Regions from separate parts of the Mus musculus genome. Here region 2 is linked to region 1. Evidence: chromatin contacts called from public HiChIP or PLAC-seq data. All regions are on one chromosome and are shown on one strand. Each heading gives the region's core, a stretch centred on a gene start, on an enhancer-like site or on the middle of the called end of the contact. The rest is flanking DNA. Distances are from core to core; before and after follow the strand shown.

The links. HiChIP or PLAC-seq counts read pairs in DNA pulled down with a chosen protein or histone mark.
Region 2: an HNF4G HiChIP or PLAC-seq map of pancreatic cancer cells shows a contact between it and region 1. The contact joins two enhancer-like sites. A contact is called at or near these places in 1 of 39 promoter capture datasets (liver) and 1 of 115 datasets of contacts at active chromatin or transcription factors (pancreatic cancer cells).

The regions. Positions count from the first base shown.
Region 1 is chr3:95,175,042-95,180,545 of GRCm38.p6, reverse strand. No RefSeq gene overlaps it. Among named protein-coding and RNA genes, the nearest start is that of Sema6c, 13 kb to the right of the region's middle. Within about 2 kb of position 2,770, at least 30 of the 459 cell types and tissues checked have an H3K27ac peak or open chromatin away from gene starts, as enhancers often do. A contact at or near this core is called in pancreatic cancer cells, where this site is marked.
Region 2 is chr3:95,598,643-95,604,146 of GRCm38.p6, reverse strand. The region is part of intron 2 of Golph3l (golgi phosphoprotein 3-like); the gene reads right to left. Among named protein-coding and RNA genes, the nearest start is that of Golph3l, 12 kb to the right of the region's middle. Within about 2 kb of position 2,831, at least 16 of the 459 cell types and tissues checked have an H3K27ac peak or open chromatin away from gene starts, as enhancers often do. A contact at or near this core is called in pancreatic cancer cells, where this site is marked.

The DNA.
Region 1 (5,504 bases), core at 1,521-4,020:
GCCCAGCATTTGAAGTGGAAGCAGGATAAACTCAGGTCTTCCTTGGTCATATGGGCTATATATGACTTGGTCTCAAAAACGGAGGAGGGGAGCTAAGGATATACACTTGCGTAGCATATGTGAGACCCTGGGCTCAATCTCAGTAGGGGGAAGGGAGGAAGATGACACTAAAGCCAAAACCATAAACTAAGTACCTGCATTCAACAGCTAGCTTCTTAGCTGGCATGGTAGCTCAACCTAGCAGTCAGAGGCAGAGGCAAGAGGGGGCTGAGGCCAACTCCTACATCAGCAGGCAAGTCAGTAATTAAAAAACCAAACACTCCCACGAACTAGGCTTAGTGTCAGTAAATTTCTCTTTGGCAAATGTGTATGGCCTGTAAATACCACATGATAACCTTGAGGTTACTGAAGCATCATAGATAGGATCACCACTTGGCTGAAGGGAAAAGTGGGAGCTTGAGGGGCCTTGAGAAACACAAGAACAGAGTCTGTTGAATGAAAAGCCTAGTGAGAGAAATCACAAGGAGGATGGGGAGGTTGGGTGGACTAGAGATAGGAGTTCCTTGCACTTGACCTTAGCCAAAAGGCAAGGAACACTGGACAGCTAAAATGAAAGCCACCGGATGATTGCTGTGCCTACAAACGTTTTGTGCAAGACGTCTAACAGATTCCAGAATACATTAAGATCGTGGGTAGCTCCTGAGCAAAAGCATGGGGGCTACTCAGTGCCTATAACCAGACCTAAAGTAGAAGAGCATTGTGAGAAGCCCCGTGTGGTAGCTTTAAGCCCAGCACTCAGGAGCCAGGGTATGTGGATTGCTGTGAGTTTGAGGGCAATCTGATTTACATAGCAAGTTCCAGTCTAGCCACAGCTACTCAGAACACTGCCTGCTCTTCCAGAGGACCCACATTTGATTTCTAGCACCCACCTTGGTCAGTTTACAACCACCTACAACTCCAGTTCCAGGAGAGATAGATACAAACAAAAGAAGTCTAAATGAGTTTTTAAAACGTTTTATCTTGATTTTTTTTTATGTGAATGGGGTGAGTTTTGCCTTGCATGCGTGTCTGTGTTCCACATGAATGTGCATGCAGTACCCATGGAGACAAGAAGAAGGTGTCAGATCCCCTGGGACTGGAGTTACAGACCCATCCGGGTCCTCTGGAAGAACAGGCAGAGCTCTTAACTGCTGTGCAGTTTCGCCAGCCTCTTTAAGAAATGAAAATTTTAGGGAGAGTTATAGAGAAGCAAGGGGATGTTGGAGAGAAGGCCACCAGTACTGTGACGGTTGGTACTGACAGTTAACTTGACAGGACTTAGAATCACACAAGACACACGCTTATGAGGCATGCCTGTGAGGGAGCTTCTGGATTGGGTTATCTGAGGTAGAAAGACCCACGCTAAATGTGGGTGGCATCATTCCATGGGCTAAGGTCCCAGACTGAATAAAAAGACTTGGTGGCAAGCGCCTTTATTGGCTGAGCCAACTAGTTGGACTGCTTTAGACATCCAAATTCATCTCAGATTGCATTTAAGAAACTAGAGGTGGGGCTTGAGAGGTGGTTCAGCAGTTAAGAGCATATTTATTGCTCTTGCAGAGACCCTGGGTTTGATTCCCAGCACTCACATGATTGACCATAACTATGTTAACTCCAGTTGCAGAAGGTCCAGGATGTGACATCTTCTTCTGCCCTCTGCAGGCACCCGGTATACACATAGTACACAGATGCATGCAAGCAAAACACTCATATATCTAAAATAAAAATAAATCTTTAAAAAATGGTTTAAAATCAGAAACAGGCCAGGGAGATTGTTCAGTGGTTAAGAGCACCGACTGTTCTTCCAGAGGACCCAGGTTCAATTCCCACCACCCACATGGCAGCTCATAACCACATGTAACTAGTTCCAGGGGATCTGATGCCCTTTTCTGGTCTCTGTAGGCACCAGGCACACATGTGGTACACAGATATACAAGCACACAGAACACAACTATACATAAAAGCAAGTAACATTTTTAAAAACTCAAAAACAACCATAACAGACTGAAATACGTGGATCAGTGTATAAGTATATGATTTCCCAGGTTCCTACCTCCAGCTTCCATACCAATTACTCTCAATCTCTGTCTCTCTCTGTCTCTCTCTGTGTCTCTCTCTGTCTCTCTCTGTCTCTCTCTCTCTGTCTCTCTCTCTGTCTCTCTCGTCTCACTATACTCCAGTCTGTCCTCTAAATCATGGCAATCCTACTACCTCAGCCTCCTGAGTAGCTGGATCACACATCTATGCCACTAAATCTGGTTTTGTGTATATAACCTGCTTCTTTGTTTCTCTCTCTTTCTCTCTTTCTTTCCTTCTCTCTCTCTTTCTTTCTTCCTTTCTTCCTTTCTTCCTTCCTTTCTTTCTTTCTTTCTTCCTTCCTTCCTTCCTTTCTCCCTCCCTCCCTTCCTTTCTTCCTTTTCTTCTTTCTTTTCTTTTCTTTTCTTTTCTTTTCCTTTCCTTTCCTTTCCTTTCCTTTCCTTTCCTTTCCTTTCTTTTCTTTTCTTTTCTTTTCTTTTCTTTTCTTTTCTTTTCTATCTTTTCTTTACTGAGACAGGGTCTCATGTTTCCCAGGCTAGCCTCAAATTCAATGCCCAGCATTATCTTGAACTTCTGACCCAGTGCTAGGGACCAAACGCAGAGCCTCAGGCATGTTAGCAAGCAGTCTGTCTGAGCTCCACCCTGCCTGCATAACCTTAAATGTAAGGAGTCAACAGCTCTAAAGGGTCATCTGCTGGGTCGAATGGCAGTGACTCATACCTGTGTGCTCCAAAGCTTGGGGTGGCAGCCGTAAGACGCAACAAACTTGAGTAATAAATCGTTCAGGCCCTTGTGACTTTGCCCCTAAAGAACCAAGATGCCGAGCAGCTTTTGGAGCTCTCTTGATTGTGGAACCCTTTGAGTCTCAGGTCCCCAAAGCCTTAGACACCTGATGGCTTCAGCCTGCTGAGGCCCTGCTTTCCCCATAATCTCCTAGGATGCCTGAGAAATTAGCTCGGAGGTCCCTGAGGAGGAGGCTCCCGCCACATCCTGCTTTTCCTACTAACAAAGCAAGTGGGCTGATAGTGTGGTCTATTAGAAGTGGAGACACACACCTGTAATCCCAGCTCTTAGGAGACACAGGCAGGAGAGTGAGAAGTTCACTGCCAGCCTGGGATACATGAGAACCTGAAAAAAGCAGAAACAAAACTCTGCCGAGCAGATTTTTTTTAATTGAACTTAAAAAGGATGTTTGTTTGTCTTTCCACTTTTAGCAATAATGTCTGCAACTATCCCTTAATTTACTATCCACTATTATAATCTGCCAGTAGAAAGTTATCATGAGTAATAGGGGATTGCCTCTTTGGTGGTGGCCTATATTATTTTGAGCAAATAACCACGTCCTACAGAACACTTAATTGTGGGGCTTTTGGGAGATGGTGAAAGGAAGCTATGCTGTCCAGGCTTGCCCTGGATTCAGTGTTCCTGACACAGACTCCAAGGGAGTGAGATAACAATGGCCCACCACACACCTACCTAACCTGCTAGATTTAAGCCTATGTATTTCATGCCTTACAAGTCTCTGTTAGCCTATGTTCTTTCCATTTCTTAGAAAAGAAATTGAGTTCCAGGCATAGTGGCGCACACTTTTGATCCCAGCTCTTGGGAAGTAGAGGCAGGCAGATCTGAGTTGGAGGCCAGGCTGGTCTACAGAGTGAGTTCCAGGACAGCCAAAGCTACAGAGAGAAAGGTTATGTGTATGGGGTGGGGTGGGGGAGGGCAGCCGCTTGGAGAGCTTTAGTTAAAGAACAAAAGGTTTCAAGGAAGGGCCCAAGGACTTGCTCTTACTGCAACACAGTTGCTTTCACTTGTTCTGGGTTCCCAGCTGGAGAAGTGAACATTCTCTTAAAAGCACAGATAAAGGAATAAGCAGGACATTGAACTTTAACTGCTGCTGCCCACGAAGAATCCCAAGACTAAAGCTGAGCTGCAGCTCCATGATGGAATCTGCCTGCATCTGTGAGGCCTGGGTTTGTGGGGGAAAACTGTATGTGTACTGAACAGAGATACTGCTCATCATTATTTCCTAAATTGATGGTAGAACGTATATTCACACTGGGAAGCTCCTATCTGTCATCCCAGAACTTGTGAGTCTATGGCTGCTGGAGGATCTGTTCAAGAATAGATCTAGGGCTGGTGAGATGGCTCAGTTGGTAAGAGTACCCGACTGCTCTTCCGAAGGTCCGGAGTTCAAATCCCAGCAACCACATGGTGGTTCACAACCATCTGTAATGAGATCTGACTCCCTCTTCTGGAATGTCTGAAGACAGCTACAGTGTACTTACATATAATAAATAAATAAATCTTTAAAAAAAAAAAAGAATAGATCTACTGCATATTGGAGGACAACATTGTTTCAAAAAAACAAAAACAAAATGATGCCATTTATGTTGCATTAGGCATTGTTTTTTGTTTTTGGCTTTTTGTTGTTTTTTTTGTTTGGTTTGGTTTGGGTTGGATTTTTTCCAGACAGGGTTTCTCTGTAAAGCCCTGGCTGTCCTGGAACTCACTCTGTAGACCAGGCTGGCCTCCAACTCAGAAATCTGCCTGCCTCTGCCTCCCAAGTGCTGGGGTTAAACACGTGCATCACCACTGCCTGGCGTATTAGGCATTGTTAAGTAGCCTAGGAATGATTTAAGGTATACCACAGACTGGGCATGGGTCATATGCAAATACTATGTTCTTTAAAACGAGAGACTTGAATTTCCAGAGTTATTTTAGATGTGGTCACTGTCCTAGCATCAATCCCATATAGACATTGGGGGATAACTGCACGTCTATTTTAGTTTTTGCAACTGGATATCTCTGCTGCCCTGGCTGGCCGGCACTCACTTATGTACACCAGAGCTGTGCCTCTCAAGTGCCATAGTCAGCTTAGTTCTTTACAAATCTGCTTTTATTTTGGGGTTGATTTTGGGTCTCAGAGTTTAGGCCAGTCTCAAATCTGCTATTTGAGTGACCATTTCTCCCTTTCTGCCTTTTCCTTCCTTCTTTCCTGATACCACCTTACATCATAGCCCAAGCTACCCTCCGACTCACGGACCTCCTGCCTCTTTCCAGAGTGCTGGAATTATAGGTGTGTGCCACCTCTCCATGTCTTGCGGTGCTTGGATTAAAACCAAGAGTTGTCAGTACATGCTCGCCATGCTTTCTACCAATAGAGCTGTATCCCAGGCCCTCTCTCATCTCTTCAGGATTTGTGAGAGAGATTGGGGGAGGGGAGCTGCTCTCAATGGCACACATGTGGAAGGAAGTGGGATGATAATTTTAGAGAGTTCTCTTTCTACCATGAGCTTCTGGTAACTAAACTAGGCAGACAAGCACTTTCCCTGCTGAACCATCTTGTTCTCTCTCTTCATCTTTTGAGAGAGACTAGCGAGAGTACAGAATTCAACATCCTTATGCTCCATTTACAGATGTACCCTGCC
Region 2 (5,504 bases), core at 1,582-4,081, 420 kb before region 1:
CTGGGTAACATTTTATAACATTGTTTCCCTTTCTACTCTACTCTCTGGGCTATGTTCCTTACCTGAATGTGCTGATACATACTCCTTTCCTATCCTCTGTCATAACATATCACAACTAACTTATTTGTTTTCACTATACCTTAACAATAGACTATTTTTGCCAGGCATGGTGATGTCTGCCTTTAATCCTAGCACCTTAGTGAATCTCTATGAGCACAAAGCCAATCCTGACTCAAAAAAGAAAGGAGACTGATATTCTTTATAATACACATATATTATCTGCTCAATTATTGTTTTTTTCTGTAGTAATAGGGATGAAATATAAAGCACAAACTTTCAATCATAAATTTATGCATTCAAGAAATGTTTGTTAGGGCTGGGCACATGCACTTAAGAAGTAGGAAGATCAGGAATTGAAGGCCAGAATGGGTTACATGAGATGTCTTAAAAATCTAAAAGTAGGAAAAAGCAAATGTTAGCTTGGCAAACCTCAGCTTGAGTCATAAACATTCATGACACATCTCTGTATTTCATGAGGGCCGGATCTTTGACCCAAGGCAGGGGTTACTTTTCTCTCCCAACCAAGCCACTCCAGGGACACACACTTTATTCTTCTTTAAGGAAGGAAGACAGTATTTTTTCACTTCAATATTTGATTTTTATACAATTTAGCTGCTCAATTAGATTGTTAAACTATAACTTCAAAATAGACAGTTTATTCAGGCATAGCATATGTAATCTCAACAGGTGTGCAAACATTATGGCTGGATATAACTTCTTCATTTCTTCCTTGCCACTTGTAACTTCTGTTTCAAGGACAATTCAGATTGCCATCAGAATTATAGAAGAGTAGCACTGTAAATAAGGACAAAGTGGCAACCAGAATGTAGACAGGGTCTCTTGTAGTTGTGCAGGTCAGCCTTGAACTCACTATATGTTGAGGGTAACTCTGAATGGAACCTACCACTACTTCTACCTCTGGAATGTTGGGTTATAGGTCTACACCACTATATCCTGGTAATGAACACTAAGCAAGGGTTCTACCAACTAAGTTATACTCCAGGCTCCTAGGAACTCTTTAAATATTACTCTTTCCCATCAGAGCATCTCAAAACATGTAAATTCTCCAAATGATTCATTAAACCTTTTATTAACATGCAATAGAAAAACGTATAAAAACATACTTAGCTTAAAAATTAAAAGCACCTGTGGAACTATAACATCAATTTAGAAAAGATGAAGAGAAAAGGGGTAGGCATATAACCCACTATGAAGACCGCAGATGACAATACAGAATGCATTTTCAAGGATAAAATCTTAGAAGACAGCACATTGCATCATAATCAGATGTAAAGTAGCCTAGGGGAAAGGAAAATACTGTTCCTTACATTTCCAAGGTTCTTTTCTCTTCATATATATAGAGAGAGCTTGGTGAAATCTCAAACTACTCATACAGAGACTCTAAAGGGTCAATGCTTTCAGGAAAAACTACCTACTACAAACAAAGTTCACTATTGAATCACTAAACTACATTACCAGAAGCTGCATATATGAAAAAGAGAAAAAGAAAACATTTTGGGGCTTGCGAAAAAGAGAGAACTGTAGACCACTTCAGTGCAAGGGACAGCTATCCCACTACCGTGGCCTCCTGAGTGTTGACATTACAGTCATGTGACAAAATACCTGGTCAGGTTGAGATCTTTGGATAATAATTTTATTTTGTACAGATTATAAAAATTGGTAATTTCTCACTCTAAAATAAGTAATCTTTTAAAAAGAAAAAACCCACATGAAAACATGTAATTTAAAAAGTAAAAGCCTAGCCAGGCGTGCTGAGCACTCAGAAGGTAGAGGCAGGCAGATTTCTGAGTTCGAGACCAGCCTGGTCTACAAAGTGAGTTCCAGGACAGCCAGAGCTATAAAGAAAAACCCTGTCTCAACCCCCCACCCCCCCCCCCAAAAAAAAAGTAAAAGCCTAAAACAAGCATGGTCCACAACCTTTATCCCAGCACTCAGAAGGTAGAGGCAGACAGATCTCTAAGTTTGAAGCCAGCTTGGTCTTCTTGTGAGCTCCAAGTTAATCAGATAAGCCTGGGCTATATAGAGAATCCCTGTCTTGAACTCCCCCCTCCCGCCAAGTAATTGCCTTCAGGTGACTATTATAAACAGTCTAATGGGTAATTTTCTAATTTAACATATATTTATTTATATACCAAAAAAGAAAAAAAAGGAGGGCTAGACAGGTAGTCTCGTTGGTAGGGTACTTATCAAACGTGCAAGAAACCTGGATCCTAGCACTGTATAAAACAAAAACAAAAACAAACACAACTGGGTTTAGTGGTTCTCGGCTGTAATTCTAGCACTGGGGAAGTAGAGGCAGAATGGAAAGTCAAAGTCATCGACATTATGACATTGAGACCAGCCTGGTATAAATGAAAACCTGTCTGAAAAAAAAAAAATGAAAAGAAAGGTAATATTCTTTGTCAGTGCATTTCTAAATAAACTCCTACGAGAAACATTTTAGTTAAAGATTACACATATTTATGATAATCTTGCTCCGATAGAGGAGTTCATTACAAAGTCAACACTGAATTTCCAATTAGTCAAGTATTCAAAGTGCCCTTCCTTAGTCAAACATCCTGGAAGACACACCATAAAACAATCATGAATGTTAAGTATTTTAGAGTTGGCAGCTGAGCGTGGCAAATGGAAACAAGGAAGGAAACAAAACAAACAACAAAAAAATTAAAGCATCTTTAAAAACCAGGTGTTCAGCTGGGAATGGTGATGTTGTTAATTTGTAACCCCAGCACAGGACAAGGGGAGGCAGGAGGATTAGGAGTTCAAAGTCATCCATAGCTACAGAGATCAAGACCAGCCTAAGCTACAAGACACCCGATCTTAAAAACAACTACCCCAAAACACAAGAGGCTACCCTGAGCTACGTGGCGATTTCAGACAGTGAGATCACTTGAAAGACCCCAAACCAACCAGGCCTGGAGAAATGGCTCAGCAGTTAAGAGTACACTCTGTAACTCCAGTCCCTAGGGATCCAATACCCTTCTCTGGTCTCCACAAGCACTGCATACACTTGGTACACAGATGTAGTATGCATGCAAAACACCCATATACATAAACTAAAAATAAAGTATTTTTAACTTCCACCCCAAATCTTAGAAATGCTTATGATAAAGCTGAATTTAAAAATCAAAGAAAGCCGGCCAGCACTTAGGAGGCAGAGGCAGGTGGATCTCTGAGTTCGAGGCCAGCCTGGTCTACAAAGTGAGTTCCAGGACAGCCAGGGCTATACTGAGAAACCCTGTCTCGAAAAACCAAAAAAGAAAAGGGGCTGGAGAGGAGGCTCAGAGGTTAAGAGCACTGACTGCTCTTCCAAAGGTCCTGAGTTCAATTCCCAGCAACCACATGGTGGCTCACAAGCTTATGCAATGGGATCCGATGCCCTCTTCTGGTGTGCTGAAGACAGCAACAGTGTGCTCGCATGCACAATATAAATAAATTTTAAAAAAAGAAAAAAATAACTTTAAACTAGGATTTTTAAAAAATACCTTTTTAGAGGGTTCTGCTATGTAACTCCTGGTTGGCCTGGTCTCAACTATGTAAAATAAACTGGACTTGAACATGCAAACAGCTGTGACTACAGGTCTGTGTCACTGAACTCTGCAGTCAGCTCCCTAATAAGGATGCTGAGAACAGAACTCAAATCACCCGAAAAGCATTAAGTGCTCTAAACTGCTAAGCCATTCCTCCATCCCCAATGGTTAGTTTTAACTGTCAACTTGATATAATCTAGAATCTCCTGGGAAAGGCTACCCACTATGAGTAGTACTATTAGGAAAGAAAATTCTGAACACTTCAGGTAGAGAAGAGAAAGGGAGCCAAACACTAGAATGCATGAATTAACTCTTCTCTGCTCTTGACTGAACAAGTGATGTAACAAGTTGCTTCAAGTCTGTACCCTTAACAGAATGGACTGTAACCTTGAATTGTGAAACAAATAAACTGTTTCTTCTTGCTAGTTACCTTGTTTTTTTGTTTTTGTTTTTTGTCTTTTTGTTATTTTGACTTTTTTGTTTGTTTGTTTCCAGAGCTGAGGACTGAACCCAGGGCCTTGCACTTGCTAGGCAAGCACTCTACCACTGAGCTAAATCCCCAACCCCAGACTGTTTCTTCTTCTTTCTCTCTTTCTTTCTCTCTCCCTTTCTTCTTCCTCTTCTTTATTTATTTCATGTATGTGAGTACACTGCCACTGTCTTCGGACACACCAGAAGAGGGCATCAGATCCCATTACAGATGGTTGTGAGCCACCATGTTGAGTGCTGGGAATTGAACTTAGGACCTTTGGAAGAGCAGTCAGTGCTCTTAACCACTGAGCCATCTCTCCAGCCCTATTTTCTTCTTTAAGGTAATTTTGTTGGTATTTTATCAGAGCAACAGGAAAAGAAGCTAAATCATTTTAACAGCAATAATTCCAGGGCAAAACTACTGCCCCTCTTTCTATTCTGAAGATTCAACATTACAATTATTTCACATACTAACTATATTTTCTTTAAAAAGTTAAAAAAATTTTTTTTGTGAATGTACATTATGTACATGTGTAGGCACTCATAGCATGGTGCATGTGGAGAGGCAAAAGGTCAATTTTATGGAGTCAGTTCTCTCTTTTTATGTGACTCAGCAGTTAGGAGCATTGGCTGCTCTTCCAGAGACCTGTATTTGACTCCCAGCACCCACATGCAGCTGATCACCTGTAACTCTAGTTTTGGGGGATTCAATGCCTTCTTCTGGCCTCTGTATGTACTGTACTGCACACATATGGTGATATACATACATGCAGGCACACTCATAAATCTCTAAAAATTTATGTGTTTGTGTGTTGTTGTTGATTTGCAAGCTCATTTGTTAACCTCAGAGTAATGTAAACTCTTATCAATAAACTCCCAGACAATCACTTTGCTTCAACCCTCATAAAAAGAATGTTCCCTGCCTTGAATATTTAGAAAGGAAAGGTACCAAAGTGTTTTAAAAAGTCTCAAGCTAATGAAACTATGAAGGAGACAAAGGTCCACAGAGGGTTTAAGTTGCTAAGTGACTCTATCTTAACTTTGGTATTGTATCTTTTAAAACAGTGTGCATTTTAGAATTGGGAGGAACCAGGAAAGGCTTTAAGGAAGCACCTTAAGCTTTATTCTCCTACTCTCCAAATAGGACTTTGATCTCTAGCTCATTTCTTTGAGTTTTAAAGCTGGATATAATAATGAACAAGACAAAGTTCTTTTTTAATAGCCTGTGTAAAGTATGCACATAAAGTAAAGGCAAATGAGACTTTTTAATATATTTGCACTATTCATAATGAGCAATAACTACTGTTAGTAGTTCATTTTGCACAATCAGTAAACTAAAAGGAAAATCCAGGTAGTGACCTATTCTGTTTTAAAATTCATTTTATTTATTTAACTTATTCACTTTACATTGTGCTCACTATA